Regions from separate parts of the Arachis hypogaea genome. Here region 2 is linked to region 1. Evidence: chromatin contacts called from public Hi-C data. All regions are on one chromosome and are shown on one strand. The core of a region is the stretch at or near the end of the contact, and the rest is flanking DNA. Distances in the headings are between cores, read along the strand shown.

What was found. A called contact is a pair of places that touch in the nucleus more often than the background predicts.
Region 2: a contact with region 1 is called in a Hi-C map of an unstated tissue, with 3 times the contacts expected there. The contact joins the promoter of LOC112702704 here to the promoter of LOC112702697 in region 1. A contact is called at or near these places in 2 of 8 Hi-C or Micro-C datasets (leaf and an unstated tissue).

Annotation. Positions count from the first base shown.
Region 1 is chr7:18,281,634-18,284,333 of arahy.Tifrunner.gnm2.J5K5, forward strand. It overlaps LOC112702697 (U-box domain-containing protein 4), which reads left to right and starts at 1,352. Exons shown (of 5, transcript XM_025753846.3): 1 at 1,352-1,734; 2 at 2,256-2,536. The coding sequence starts at 2,261.
Region 2 is chr7:18,479,383-18,482,325 of arahy.Tifrunner.gnm2.J5K5, forward strand. It overlaps LOC112702704 (cationic peroxidase 1-like), which reads right to left and starts at 1,603. Exons shown (of 4, transcript XM_025753857.3): 1 at 1,315-1,603; 2 at 147-338. The coding sequence starts at 1,515.

The DNA.
Region 1 (2,700 bases), core at 102-2,601:
AACAAACTGTCAAATTTTGGATCTTTTTTAATAAATTGTTTCAGATAATTGATGATCACACGGTTCTCGACATTTTCAAAGTCATCAAAAGGGAGAGAAGCTAGCTTAACAGTGACGGGGACGGTAGTATGTCTGGTAGTGAGATCCGGTGCTCTTATTGAAGAGAGAGGGGTCGATTTTGGGAGTGATGAGGTGGCAACGGGTAGAGTGAAAACTACGTCGTTTCAGTTGTATTTGTTGCCAGAAACAAAACGACGACGTTTACAAGTTTAATGTGGTCTCCGTCCAACTATATCATCAATCTATTGTAAAAAAATATCTCAAAAACGACAATTGTTAAGTTCAAGGATAAATTTAGAGTAATTTTAAGTTCAAAAATAAGTTTAAGACTCAATTGTAAATTTAGAGATCGTTTTAAGATTAAACTCATCATTATTTTTTAAAATAAAAAAAAAGGGCCCAAACTCAGCATTTACAAGGCTAAAGATGAGTTGCATAAATGGTCAACAGGAACTGGTCAAATTTAGAAAAAGAGAACAGAGGACATTTGACCAAGTAAAAAAGTAGAACAACGGTGGTTGTTTCTATGTGAAAGCACCTTCATTCATGCAACAATCCTAAAGGCAGTCACATCTGAAACTTAATCTCTGTGTAAAAACATAATTGTTTTTAAGATAAACGATTCAAAATTCACTCAAATTATCTTGGTACTAATAAAAACACTTTCAATTTTTATTATTAATTAAAATATTTTCAAATTATTTAAAAATATAATAAAATTATCTCCTAAATTTGACTTTTTTTTTTGAGGTAGATTTTAAGATGTGTTGTTTGTGGTTATAAAGAGCTTATATGTGTTTAATCAATATAGAACCGATTTTTTTCTTTTAAATTCCAAAAGGGGGAGAAAAATTGATGATCGGATTTGAGGGAAGGAAAATTTAAATTCGAAAATTTACAAATTAAATGGTTAGATTTGTATAAGTTCACAAATTGAAAGGTTGATTTTGTATTTTAAAAATTTTAAAATATTAAAATTACAAATTGAAAAAGCAATTTTGTGTTTTAAAAAGTTAAACTTTTCAAATCAAAGAGTCAGATTTGTGATCTTCATATAAAAAAAATATCAAATTTCACATATTATTAAAAAATACTACTCTAAACCCAATATCAAAATTTAAAAACGCCTAAATTTTTATTAACGTAATTACGTAAAACATCTCAATTTATAAAATTATATTTTTATCATATTTTTAATTAATAAAATAATTCAGATACAATTTTTTGAGTTAGTTTTGTCTTTAAGCGGAGTTGCAATTTCTTCTAAGAAAAAAAAAATTGGGTTCGAATCAGTTGCGACAAAATTTCGTACACAAGTAACGCGGAGTAGTAATATCTATGCGCTGCTTGTTCAAAGCTTACTACAATGAAAGTCAAACCCAATACTCAATAGTCATAGACACAAATGTCAGAAAATAAAAGAAAATCAAAGTTTTAGAAAAGTTCAACGCTATATATGAACAATTTTCATATTGATATTTCGCTTACATAGAAATGTAGAAGCCATTTTTGAAGTCAACGTCAAAGGATTGAAAGGTCCCAACATAATTCACTGATTCTCATCATCTTCTTCTCCTTGTTCCCTACCGCGTCCCTTTCATTTCCAGCTGAAACAAAAGCCGGTGTTCTACGGTGTTTTCAACGCTTCTTTCTTTGCTTCATCCAATATTTCCGGTAATCCGCATGTTATTTCTGTTATACTTACCAATGTTGTTTAAATCATTTGAAAGTTGTTTGAAGTTTTTCTAATTTTGCTACTTTATTCAGTTGAATGTATTGGTTGTGTGTCACTTTGATGATCTTGCTTGGTGTATTGTAGTGTTTTCTGTTTCTTGATTATGAAAAATGAAAGCTTGACAATTTTCCTTTTTCAATTAGCTGTTAAGGTCTAGTTTGATATGATAAACATAGTTGAATCTGTTTTTACTCTTTGTTGAGTTGTGTTGAGTTGAGTTCAGCTTAATTATGTTATGCTTGGTTGCCAATGATTACGTGGCTGGTTTCAAGTCTGGATAATCAAGGAGGAGAAAGTAGCAATAGCAAACGTTGAAGAAAAATATGTTGTTCAGATGGTTTTATGTATTTTCTTGGAGTAGAAACAAAATGATCGATTTCCCTCCACAAAATGTTAATTTCTTTGTTACACATATTTCAAAACTGATGCTGAGTGTTTTATTTTTTGTTTCTTAATACAGGTATTATGGACATATCTTTGTTAAATGTGCTCTCCAATGGCATATCCTCATTTTTGCATCCATCATTTTCTGGAAACATGAACTCAAAACCTGTATCAATGTATTGCCAAAGTGCAGAGCAGACACTTAAGTTGTTGAAGCCAATTATCGATACAAGTGTTCATTCTGATATATCTGCTGATGAAGAGCTTAGAAAGTTATTTGAGGAACTTGGTCAGTCTGTTGATGAGATGAGGGAGCTTTTCGAGAATTGGCATCCGCTATCCAGTAAAATTTACTTTGTAAGTCCTCATTAAATCCCTTAATTCACAGATAGAGAAGAGATTTTATTTTAAGGTGTGATCTTCAGTTTTGATTTTGGAAGGTAAGGGAGGAAAAAGCAAGGGCTTGAAGTAATCTATTTTACTCTCTAAGCCTTTCCTATCCCTCGAAAATTAAATTTTAG
Region 2 (2,943 bases), core at 353-2,852, 200 kb after region 1:
TATATTAGAAGTGACAACAGTTGTTTGTAAACCTAACAAACAATAACTTATAAGATTTCTATTATTTGGGATTTTGTATTAACCTGATTTTAAAACTATAGTAATAATTAGTTATTAAGAAGAATTATATATGGAATTGAACTTACTGCAAGAACAGAATCACGTGCGGCAAGAGCAAGAATATCAGCACAAGAAACAACACTGGGACAAGCAGCTTCAACCTTAGTTTTAATATCATCAATTACATCAAAACCTCGGAGAGAATTCACATTCGGACCAGCTGTCTTCTCTCCAGTAAAACTTGATGTGTCATCTAATAGAACCGATCCATCACATCCCTACAATGCAAGTTTAATATGAAAATGTAATTTAGCTCATTTTTCTAGTGATGAGATTATCAAGCATCTTAATATATAAGACAAACAATTATAAGATAATTATTTATTAAATATTTAATTACTCTCTTTGTTTCAATTAAATCCCTATATTATTTTTTAATTGAATTTTTATATTATTTTTTATTTTGTAATTAGATTCTTTTCATATTAAAAATATTAAAATTAATAGAATATTTTTTTTCAAAATACATACAATTAAAAATTTAATTAAATTTTTAATTATAAATACTTTCAATTTATAAAAAGATATTTAGTTAATTTTAATAATTTTACACTAAAAAAAATTTAATTACAAAATTAAAAACAATATAAAAATTTAATTAAAAAAATATATAAATACCTAATTAAAATTTAATAAAATTATAGGACCAACAATATAATTAACCCTTCATTAAATCACCAACAGTATATATGGCACCACAAAGTTTAATTATATAACTGATGCATGCATCAAACTGACGATGATAATAGTAACAAAGCACTACTACAACTTTGACTTTAGTCAACAATATTTTAGAGCAATATTTGAAAATATATATTGCCTGGAAATTAAACCTTTATTTTTCGTTCTATCTTGAATAGTAAAATTTGGAAACAATTTTTATTAGTTACTACCAAAGTATATTACAAAAATTAGACTAACAACCTAGTGTGACACATGATAATGCTAAAAAGACAATAACTAAATCAAAATTAACTTATTTAATTTATCTATAATTTTATACGTATAATAATGATAATTATATATTTATTATATCTAAAACTACACAATTATTTACAATTATATACTTTTCTGCCAAATATTATTGTATACCCACGGTAAAAGAAAATTGCTTGTGATATTGGTTTCTCTTAAAATAAAATAATATATAGATGCATGAGCATGATGAGAATGAAAGTGAAAGATGAGACGTGCATTGACAAAGCAATCATGGAAATGAAGACGGAGCAAGGATGCACCCATGCGGTGCTCTTTGGCAACTGCACTCATCACTGCACTTCTTATTATGGAGAGTGCTTGTGGACATGTTTTGTAATAATAATTTGAGCTTAATTCAGAAGATGCAATGCTAAACATAATGCAAACTAAAATAATTGACATGCAAAAACGTGCCATTTTCCCTAAAGACTAAGATATTTTAGCTTCACCACTTAGAAGAAGAATAAAGTGATTATTACTCTCACTTTGCTCTATTGTGTTAAGTAAAACCCTATGCTCCTAAAGCTTTATTTATAGTGATGGTATACTGCTATTGCGCGCTCCATTTTTGACTTTGTAATATAGAGATTCTTAATCAGTCAAACATAGTCCACTAGTACTTCATTCTAGAAAAAGGAAACACAAATAAGCAATGTTAAAAAGCTAATACTTTTAGTATAAAAAAAGAATTGATTAATATTAGTTCAAATATAAGTTAAAAATTTAAAAAAAAGTGTTGGTCACCTACTACTACTACTATTATCCAACAAATACAATAGAAGTAATTTAATTAGTATATATAAATATATTTTAATTTTTTTCAACTTTCATTTATACACCTATTTATAATAATTTATAGCATATTATATATGCAATAAGCATTTAATAATTTTCAAACTTAGTTTAGTCTTAAATTTCTTTTGAAATTGATCATGTTTTAATTTAATATGAATGTTTTAGTTATTTGTCGAAAATGATTTATAACTTGAAATAATTTTAGGAATTTATCTTTAATGTACTGACATGGTAAAGAGTTTTATATATTTATTTAATTAGATTTATACGTTCAAATAAATTTTTTAAGTAGTGAGTTAAAAAATAATTATTTTAACTGATATGATAATATACGATTAATAATTTGTGTAAAATTTTTTATTTTTAGACTGATAAGATATGAAAATTAAATTCATCATAGATTTAGAAGTTTAGTTAATTGGGCTTTTTGGATGTCCCATAAGTGGCATATTTTTTCTTCTTTTAGCTAAGGTTAACTAAGAATTCTTATGAAGTCTTATTTAAAAGAAAGATATAAAAATCAAACTAATACAAAATCATAAACCCAAATAATCAAATAAGAGATGCATGTCATCAGCATGTATGGATGTGAGACATTATCTAATTCTTATTTCTGTGAACTCAGATAATTAAACTGTTCATGTGTGTGTGTATATATATACACGATAATATTTCTAAGTGCAAAGTAATATTAAACATCACTGACATATCAAATTATTAGCTCCGTGATTTGCTGCTATTCTTATTTAATTGCAATAATGCTTGCGTGTGTGCATGCTTTGACGATTAAGATACAATATATACTATATTTTTACTGTTCACTAATTATTTCGATCTCTCCAATCTTCAAACTTATATAGTTCCATGGTTCGGTCCAGTACGCTTGGAAAATAGCCTAATCTTCATTATATTAATGAATAATGAATTGAAGAGCAGTTACAAATAATGTTATATATACCAACCTTGAGCTATACACTATATATATATATATATATATATATATATATATATATATATTTGCTTTTTCCCCTCCACTATCCTACTGTTGTT